Regions from separate parts of the Ctenopharyngodon idella genome. Here region 1 is linked to region 2. A link is a contact called in public Hi-C data. All regions are on one chromosome and are shown on one strand. The core of a region is the stretch at or near the end of the contact, and the rest is flanking DNA. Distances in the headings are between cores, read along the strand shown. Region 1 holds the start of cfhl3 (complement factor H like 3). Region 2 holds the start of glrx2 (glutaredoxin 2).

What was found. A called contact is a pair of places that touch in the nucleus more often than the background predicts.
Region 1: a Hi-C map of muscle shows a contact between it and region 2, with 9 times the contacts expected there. The contact joins the promoter of cfhl3 here to the promoter of glrx2 in region 2. A contact is called at or near these places in 2 of 2 Hi-C or Micro-C datasets (both in muscle).

Annotation. Positions count from the first base shown.
Region 1 is chr10:9,051,693-9,056,838 of HZGC01, forward strand. cfhl3 (complement factor H like 3) reads left to right here and starts at 3,119. Exons shown (of 9, transcript XM_051908995.1): 1 at 3,119-3,279; 2 at 4,619-4,801; 3 at 4,881-5,054; 4 at 5,144-5,146. The coding sequence starts at 3,204.
Region 2 is chr10:8,846,567-8,851,877 of HZGC01, forward strand. It overlaps glrx2 (glutaredoxin 2), which reads right to left and starts at 2,396. Exons shown (of 4, transcript XM_051910708.1): 1 at 2,295-2,396; 2 at 1,591-1,654; 3 at 1-141. The coding sequence starts at 1,653.

The DNA.
Region 1 (5,146 bases), core at 1,869-4,368, 210 kb after region 2:
TATGGAAGTCAATGGGGCCCATTAACTGTTTGGTTACCGACATTCTATCCCTCTGGTGAACTATCCCTTTAAACTTGCTTTTCCCCCATCTCAAGAAAACATTTGCAGACCTGTGTAAAGATCACTCCTGATCATAATTTCATAAATCCAATAGTAATTTTAGCCATTTTACTGTAGTGTTCTTCTTTTTAGTGGATATATTAACTGACAGCCCCAGATAACCGATCTGTTTTTCTCCATTCTTACTAAACACAAAACATATATTCAAAGTCTAAAACTACAATGAACATAAAAAGTAAAAATAACCGCTATGGATAAGATGGGCTAATCCAATGTGCAAAATCAGATGGTAGAGAGCTGCCTCTGAGCACACAGAGAGACCACTGACCCATAGTGGGCTCTGATATCACTTTAATGACAAGCTTCCATGTCAACAGCGCTGGAGAGCACTTGACTGTGAGGGTGACTAAGAGATGGCCTCGAGGCCTGCGCCAGCACTGTGTTTTTCATTTATCTAAATGAATGGAGGATGCATCGTGCTTCTGAATTTGCATTCCTGCCCCTCTCTGCTGTTCATTAATGGCTGATGAATGCAGCTGTGTACAAAAAAGGTGTGTTAAAGTCCTTTAGCGCGGCTCATGAATACTTTCTCGCTTTCATTTTCTGTCTCCTCCTCCTCTCGTGGCGGTGTCTAATGTAGGTCATCTGTCAACCACCCACCCATTATTCTCTCTTACCTTTATGGCAGAGAGTGAAGCAGGAGTTTTCACTTTGCCTTCGGCCAAAGGAAACCTTTAGAGCGGGCCTGACGCCGAGGACCATCGTAGCCCAAACAGTGTGCAAATACCTCCCACGTCTACAGCTGCCTGGACACTGATGGAGCCATTAATCTCGCCGTGCATTTAGCATTTGGCCTTACTGTGCATTACTTAGGCCATTGTTTTTAAGTGCAGAAATGTAGAGTCATACAGACAAATAAAATGTAATCTAGGATTTCATTGTTAAAAATTACACTTAAAACAATTAACGACTCTTCAGTAATATTCCATGAGGAAAAAAAAGACAGAACTTGCTTTTATCCATTGAGAATTGAATAAAATTGAAAATAACTTTTTTTTTATTTTCTTCAATAGGCTTTCAAAAGTAAATACAGACTGACAAAATAGCTCATTTTAAATAGTACCTATAGGAGAATTTTTTTTTGTTTTGTTTTTTTTGGGATATTACAGTTCATTTTCAAATCTACATAATAAGAGGACATATACATTTACAACATATTTGTATAAACTGTGAAACATTTTATGACATGCTATTTTCTGTGGCTCAGATACTGTCAGTTCTTGTGGCATCAGGACAGTTTCTGAGGAGCTGATTCCAAAGGTCATTTCTGCCTTCTAGTGGCGGATCTAAAGTACTACAACAACAGAGGAGACACAAATTAGCATTCCTCGCAGCATTCATCATAGTTAATCAACTAATTAGCATTATATTTTGGGACCTTTATAAATGCAACAGGGATAATAATAATAATTAAACAAATGTGTACATTTACATGTTTCTATGATAATAATTATGTGTGTGTGTGTGTGTGTGTGTGTGTGTTTGTGTTTGTGTGTGTGTGTGTGTGTAGGGGGTCAGTAAGTTTTTTTTTTTTTTTTTTTTTTTTTTTAAAGAAATGTATTTTATTCAGCAATCTAGGGGCATTTATAAAATTTTTCAACTTCAAATAACTTCTGTTCTACTGTATAACTGCAGTTCATCAAAAAATCTTGAAAAAAAAAGTAGGGTGCATTTACATGGAGCATTGTAGGGATAAACCTTTCTATAAACCGAACAAAATAAAAATTCTGCCATGTAAACGCGTTAAACCGATTACTTTGCGTCGGGGGTCGTAAGAATGCAAAATAGCGGCGGCAAAATCAAACTGGAGTAAAACTGAAACAACACATTTTTCACTGAAGGAACTCAGGGTATCATACGGACCTTCATCCACACGCTTCTCCTTTTCGAAGGAGGGGTATTGAGATGCTCCTTAGAGAGGCGCCAAAGCCACCAAAAAGGTCAGCTTCCTGCGCCCGTCTTTTCCTCATACCTTCCAGCAGTAATGTGCTGCAAATTCACGCTGTTGCTTGATTAAGAGCAACACTTTACACAAAAATAGCGCGCATAAGAAATAATGGAACTCCATGTTGACAGGAATAAAAGGCGGCAAACAGGACATATAATGTGTGCATGTCACAAAGTCATTCCGATTGGAAGCGCCGGAACTTGTAAACAGCATATCGGATTAGATAACGTCTCATGTAAACAGTCCACCGAATCTTTCAGTCGGAATGACAAAAAGTGTAAACGTGGTTGTTTCCATAAATATTAATCAGAACAACTGTTTTCAACTTTGATCATAATCAGAAATGTTTCTTGAGCAGCAAATCAACGTAGCCTATTAGAATGACTTCTGAAGGATCATGTGACACTGACTGGAGTAATGATCTAGAAAATCACTGAAATAAACTGCATTTTAAAATATATTAAAATAGAAAATGGTTATTTCAAATTGTAATAATATTTCACAATATAGTATTACTTTTTTTTACTGTATTTTTGATTAAATAAATTCAGCCTCGGTGAGGACTTGATGATTTCGTTTCATAAATGTCTTACTGAAGATTATCCTGCTTATTTCAGCAAAGCGTAATCAAAAGCCGATTGCATCTTTAGTCAGTTGGACCAAAAGGGCCCTTATATTTATGTAACAGCAGGTGATGCAACAAGTTTAATGTTTATTTGGTGTGGATGATCAGTATAATGGGAGAATTTAAGCCCCCTTACAATACTTTCTGGTGCCGTTAGTCAAAATCAATGAAAAAAAAAAGTGAAAGAAAACATATAGAGAAGAGAAGACAGCAATTATTTTGTAACTTGCCCTTTGCTTTCTCTTCTGTTATTGTGTAATATGAAAATGTGAATGAAGAAGCTTGATTTCTCTTTAAGAGTCTTTCGGTGTGTCCCAACTGACAAATGTAAACATCAGATAAAACTTTCTTTTCTTTTAGTCAAAATATTTCTTGTGCACGGCCATGGAGTAGGTTAGTCTGGTATATAAAAAAAGTCCTCCTTCGAACTAAGTAAATGATTAACTTTTTGATCCCCCATCATACAACAGAGACCAAAAACCAGAAAACAAAGCTACAGTCATTTGTGAGATGAAAATGAGAGTTCCTGTACAAATCATCTGCTTTTCCTGTTTCCTATTTTCTGTTACCTTTGTGCAAGGTCAAGGTGAGTTTATTATTTTTACTATGTAGAATGTTGTGCATATTATATACACTTCCAACACTTTTTAAATGACGTAAAGTGGTTTTAAAGAGTGTTGACTGGTATATCTTTGTGTGCGTTTGTTTGTGCTTCTCAGAATGTCTCCGATTGGATATTTTAGGCTATATAAAACATAGAACCAGTTGCGAAAGCTTCATACAACAATGATGAAACAGTGAACGTGAACTGCATGACAGGTTAATAGGCTTTTATAGGTTAAAGTGTAAAAATGGACAGTGGCAGACGTTCATTGCACGAAGCTGCTCAAGTAAGAAAATTGTCAATATGATGACCACATAATTTCCTCTCATTTAATTCAAATGTTCACTTTTAGAGTTAAACTTGTTTGATTTCTGCAGAGAAAAAGTGTGGTCACCCAGAGGAAACCAAAATGGTTATTTTAAACTTAGAGAGGGGAGAAATTATACTTACAGAGCAACAGTGGAGTATACTTGCAAGACAGGGTAAATGTGAAAAAAAAAAAAAAAAAAATGTTTTCTTTATTCCCCTCCGTTCTCTTTACTAATTTATAAAGTTCAAATCTGTCCTGTTTGATTTGACACTGTTTCCACTTAAAAAGTTTAAATGCATGTGTTCATAGATATAAAATGACAACCAGAATGAACCAGAACCAGAATACTCCCTGAAAGATATCACTGAAATAACTGTCCTGAGAAATCATGTGATGACATGTGACTGTTTACATAGACTAGGGTGACAGCCATAAAAAGGCTAAATGAAATAATGGAGCAGTGGCCAAATTAGTAAGCAGGACACCGGGATTTTTCCTGACTGACTGTGGGGCTGCTGGCTGTGCACACATCAATGCCGTTCATTGTTTGGGTCCAGTCAGGTTCAAAAATAGGCTAGGCTAAATGCCGTCAGGTTGGACTCGGGTCTAATTTTATCAGGTCTGCCTTGGGGTGGGTTTTCTTTAAAAAAAAAAAAAAAAAAAAAAAATGTATGCACGTCGGGTCCGGGTAAAAAATGTTTTGGGTCGATTCTGGTCGGGTACAGATTTTAGGACCTGAGAAGAGCTCTAGTGTAAACAGGGCTTAAGATATGTAGTCCAGCTTTAATATGCAACTAAATACAGTCAATGTGTGAAAACAGTTTCTATATTTGGTTTGCGTTGTGAGTATTTGCAGCACATGTATTGTCAAACTGATAAAGATGTTTTCTTAATTTGCTGGTGTTTTTTCTGTGTTTTCTTCAGTTTGAGCTCTTTAGGCCACAGTACTTTTTGCTATACAAAACTGGTAATGTTACAAAAAATATGTTTTGCATCACTATGTCTTTACAGTAACTTGCCAGCTTGAGTTGACCAAATCTGAAGCAGTAAGAACCATACCAGAGGGAAAAACAATTTTCAAAGCTGGAGAAACGGTGGAAATTACCTGCTCTGGCAAAAGCCAGATCTTTTACAAGCAGGAAACATTTACATGCACAGATAATGGGAAGTGGGATTACAAGCCAACTTGTGAGGGTAAGAATGTAGAGAAACACTTCTGGATTTGGTGCTGAATTCCTTGTACATTATCAAATGCATGTGAGTCTTGTTTCAGAGATTAAATGTCAAGTTCCACACAACCAGCATGTATATCTACCCACATATTACTTCAGTGGAAATCTGAATTTGAATGTAAAAAGATCTTACAATTGTGAATCTGGATATCGTAAAATGGCAGTCCAGGCCACATGCAAACGAGACGGGTGGACACCAAAACCACTGTGTGCTGGTATGTTCTGCTGTAGAGTATTAAAATCTTCACTACTCACAAAATCACTTAATAGAAATTCTATGATTATGTGAATGTTTGTTTTCTAGAAA
Region 2 (5,311 bases), core at 1,146-3,645:
GAGACGTCGGCCATCATTGTGCTCATCCAATTCAACAACTTTATATGTAGCTCCTATCTCATTAAAGACATTCTTTGCCATCTTACAATAGGGGCATGTGGTTTTGGAGAATATTACAACACAGTTACTAGACACAACATCCTGTAAAAAAACAAACAGACAAAAAAAAAAAAAAGAGAGGGAGATCCAGGTTAATGAATAGACGCATATTTAAGGCATAGGATATTAGGGCTGCAAGATTTGAGGGAAAAAAATTGTAATTGCTAATGTAATTTAAAATGTGGGGAAAAAGCTCCAGGTTTGCTTTGCTTTTTGTTTGTAGGGTTGCACAATTTGGCCCAAAATGTTTTTCAAATGTTAAGCCACTGAGCTTTTATTTTGTCAGAAAACTCTAAACTAAACTTTTAAAACTTTATCCTTAAAGGGATAGTTCACCCAAAAGAAGATATTTTAAAGAATATTGGTATCCAGACAGTTGACAGTAGCCATTGACTTCCATAGGATTTATTTTTTTTCTACTATGGAAGTCAATAGCTACTGTCCACTGTTTACTTTAAAATATCTTCTTTTGTGTTCAACAGAAGAAAGAAACTCATACACATTTGGAACAACTTGAGGGTGAATATGACAATTTTCATTTTTGGGTGAACTGTCCTTTTAAAGCTTCTCTTTTTTTGACAATAGCCAGTTACAAGCACTTATCATTACAAGAAAGATGGATGCCGCATGTTGTGTCCCCAAATGCACATTAACTCACAGCGCTAGCAGAGATGAAGTTTTTGTGGATCAGTATTTACTGTGACCTGAGCCACTCCGAAAAACACCAGATTATGAGCTGCTTGCATGTAAAAGAACGCAGTGCCACTATTCACTCTGAAATACACAGCACACATATCTATTTAATTCAATTGCATCCATTATGATTTGAAAATTTCACTAAGCCATATTGATTTTGGTTTTATTTTGATTAATTGTGCAGACCAAATATACAACACATGTTGGTAGGACTCAAGTGGCAACCTCCCCCAGTTTCTCTTGAAGCCAATACGGAAGTGACTTAAACTGCAATTCCTTGACTGGCCGCTAGGGACAGGCTCCAAAAGAGAGCAGAATCTCATTGAATCCCATGTTAAAATGCCCAACTTCACAGCAAAAAAAAAAAGTTTACAGCCTGGTACAAATTGTGGTTTTGTTCTACGTTTAAAACATTATATAATATTTCATATTTAAATACAGTCATTGAAAGTAAAAATAAAATCTTCCCAACTAGAGTCCCCCCAGTGAATCTCAGCCATTTCCAGCCCTGGGTATGAGTAAATGATGACAGAATTTTCATTTTTGGGTGGACTATCCCTTTAAGCTGTTATTCACATTCGTCAGACCTTTTCGATGAATCAATTGTTCTGGTTCACAAAAACAGTAAATGATTCATTCACGAATCTTAATAATCTTGGTTGCGTGGAATTTTGATGTTCCACATTAGAAAGGACAGTCATAAGGGTTCGGAACGGCATGAGTGAGTAATTTAGACAGAATTTGCGGGTGAACTTTTCCATTAATTGAACCAAAACAAACCAGCGTAAAGCTTACCTGGACAAACTGATTGCATGCTGAGCTTGACAAACCAGGAGCAGACGACGTGAAGTTCCCCATTCTAAATAAACGACATGAATTTAGTTCAGACTGAGAGAAAACAACACTACCATTTACACAGCAACAGACTGAGATTAACACACGTGATGACCTTGTTATAATCACTGGTCTGTAAAAAAGACATGTTGAAGATACAAGGAAAGCAAACGCAGTTAGTGCAGATACAAGAGAACTAGACTGACAATTTAAGTCAGTCATGTTCGAACTGTTGTCTGGTTCCCGACTGAAACAGGTAAACAGGATCACATAGCTAGACTGTAATCTGATCAGATCACACAGGGGGGATTTAAACATTTAATGACACTACTGAAAACAGCGTTTTTGTCTGTTAAAGTAGGTTAACTTGTACCGTCCAGAACAGACAAAAACAATGGCGGTCTTGATTATAATCTTAGTTTAATTTATAGCATGCACACAGTTATGTTAAAATATAGTCCAATACTAATTGTCCTCATAATGACCTTAGAATATGATAAGCCTGTTTGGATGTGTATGTACAACCTCTCGTAAACATCGTGGAGTGTAAAACGACACGCGCCGCTCTATAAATAAAAGACTGTTCAATGACAGTTAAGTTACCGGTTTTACATACAAAAATATGCTTCTTCTGTATTGTTATAAAATCCAAAACACATGCGTACCTCTCAACCGGAACCACATTTGTATGACGTAAAAAGCGCCATCTGTAGGCTCCGCCCTTCACGGATGTCCTGAACACTTTTCTACTAGCCTGTCCTGATCATTGGAAATAATGAGGCACAAACATGTTTTCCTCTAGGGGGCCATGGTGGTCAGAAACCCAATTCCCATAAATCCGCATTTATATTCTAGAACGATTTATTGTCTCATTGCAGATATGTGTACGCTAAAAGTTATGTATATTTTTAATGTAGGCTATTAATTTAGAGGATTGCCATCTGACATGCAAATAGAAACAGTAACAGTAATCTTAATGCCTAAAAATGCCTTATCAGTAAATCACAAACTACAGTGATTGGTCCATCTTCACCCAGCGTGTTTTGTAAATATCTAATGTGTAACGTTACATCTCCCTTGTCCTTCAAAGTTAGATGTTTTTTAAATCTGAAAGAAGTGTAATTTTGCATCCACCCATAGGGTGGCACTGTGCCATTCTGTAAAATGCATTACACAGAACCAACACAAGACATGTTTGTTTCTTGAGAATCTCAGATATTCCTGTTCTTTCCCTTTCCCCCCATTTTATGACAAGTGATTTAATGCTGCTCCCTAATCTCTGTTTTTCACAAAAGATGCCACATTGCCATTTGCAAGAAAAAGGCAATTGATTTTTCTACCCACACTAATCCTTATGAATTAACCAAAAAAAGAATTAAGGCTGTTCTTGTCACTTTTTAAACAACGGCATCAGTTATCCAGCTTATGGTTATTTTGTCAACTATAAATGTTTTGAAAACCCCAAGGATGAGGAATTCAATATTAAATATTACAGGCCCTAAAATTGTTCTATAGCTCTAGATTGCGGCTTTCTCTCTTTCAGCAGCGTTGAAACAAAAATAAACTTTGAATTATTTATTGCTTACATATTGTAAAGTTTATTGGCCTGAACTCCATACTCATTATTGTTAAAGGAAGATGAGCAGTGTGTTCACCTTTCACTTTTTTGCAACAGTACACTGTACTTAAAGAATCATTGGAAAAGTTGTTTGATGTCTTAATTTCTTAATTTTTCAAAACCTGGCCTTTCATTGTTATGATCTTTGTTGTAATTCATTGTGGTGGTTTTTGCATTAGACCATTTGCATTTCCAGTACTTAAAGGAGTCCAGTTCCATAATAATCCAATAATTGTGATTAATCGATTTTATATATATATATATATATATATATATATATACATACACACTGATCAGGCATAACATTATGACCATTGACAGGTGAAGTGAATAACACTGATTATCTCTTCATCACTGCACCTGTTAGTGGGTGGGATATATTAGGCAGCAGTGTACATTTTGTCCTCGAAGTTGATGTGTTAGAAGCAGGAAAAATGGGCAAACGTAAGGATTTGAGCGAGTTTGGACAAGGGCCAAATTGTGATGGCTAGACGACTGGGTCAGAGCATCTCCAAAACTGCAGCTCTTGTGGGGTGTTCCCGGTCTGCAGTGGTCAGTAACTATCAAAAGTGGTCCAAGGAAGGAACAGTGGTGGGCAGCCAAGATTCACTGATGCACGTGGGGTGCGAAGGCTGGTCCGATCCAACAGACGAGCTGTAGCTCAAATTGCTCAAGAAGTTAATGCTGGTTCTGATAGAAAGGTGTCAGAATACACAGTGCATCGCAGTTTGTTGCGTATGGGGGCTGCATAGCCGCAGAGCAGTCAGGGTGCCCATGCTGACCCCTGTCCACCGCCGAAAGGGCCAACAGTGGGCACGTGAGCATCATAACTGGACCACGGAGCAATGGAAGAACGTGGCCTGATCTGATGAATCATGTTTTCTTTTACATCGCGTGGATGGGCGGGTGTGTGTGCGTCACTTAACCTGGGGAACACATGGCACCAGGGTGCACTATGGGAAGAAGGCAAGCTGGTGGAGGCAGTGTTCTGCTGGGAAACCTTGGGTCCTGCCATCCATGTGGATGTTACTTTGACACATAGCACCTACCTAAGCACTGTTTCAGACCATGTACACCCTTTCATGGAAACGGTATTCCCTGGTGGCTGTGGCCTCTTTCAGCAGGATAATGCACCCTGCCACAAAGCAAAAATGGTTCAGGAATGGTTTGAGGAGCACAACAATGAGTTTGAGGTGTTGACGTGGCCTCCAAATTTCCCAGATCTCAATCCAATGGAGCATCTGTGGGATGTGCTGAACAAAAGATGTTCTAAAGATGGCTGTGCGTTTGTTTCTCTGGTGCATAAGGTCTATAATCTTATTAATATGGCTGTGGGGGCACATGCGTTCAAAAAGCCTGGGACCACCATAATCATTAATTACTAGTCATCTTCTATATGAACATAAAAACCTACAGGTCTTTATGATGCAAAAGCACAATTGAAAGTTCACCGAACCACCCTGAGCCAGAGCCACACATAGGCCCTTTAATATTTTCCATTTGCCCTTTTCCCATCTAGCGATTATCAAGGGTCCACGTGTAACCCACATGTCATAATAATGGCGAAACCCTCCTTAGTATTTACAGTCTCATGACAAGTAATGACCGCCATACACCGAAACGTCGGCAAACTCATCAGAACCTCTGGAAACGTAATTCCCCGCCCCCACGCAGGTTTTCACACCGAGCAGCAGACGCCCCTCGCCCACGCTCCCTTCAGTGCGGTGTCATCGGAATATGCCCCGCTGATTTAATATCTGTTTGCTGCATGCATTTGTGGGCAGCCATGTAATCAAGCAAGAAGCCACTGCTGCGGCTGCCCTCATAAATCACCGTCCCTGGCGGACAATCATGCCTGGCTATATGGAGGCAGGCGCTAGTGAAGCCACTGATTACACTCACTGCCTTATTAAAACCGTTCCCGCCGAAGGAAATGCGCGCGTCTTTTTATTTATCGGCCTCGTGTCATTTGCGGACACTCCGTCTTTCGCTTTTAAATGATTTGGCGCAGTGATGGAATGACGCCTCAATTGAGTTCACAGGAGGAGAGGGTGCTGTTCCAAT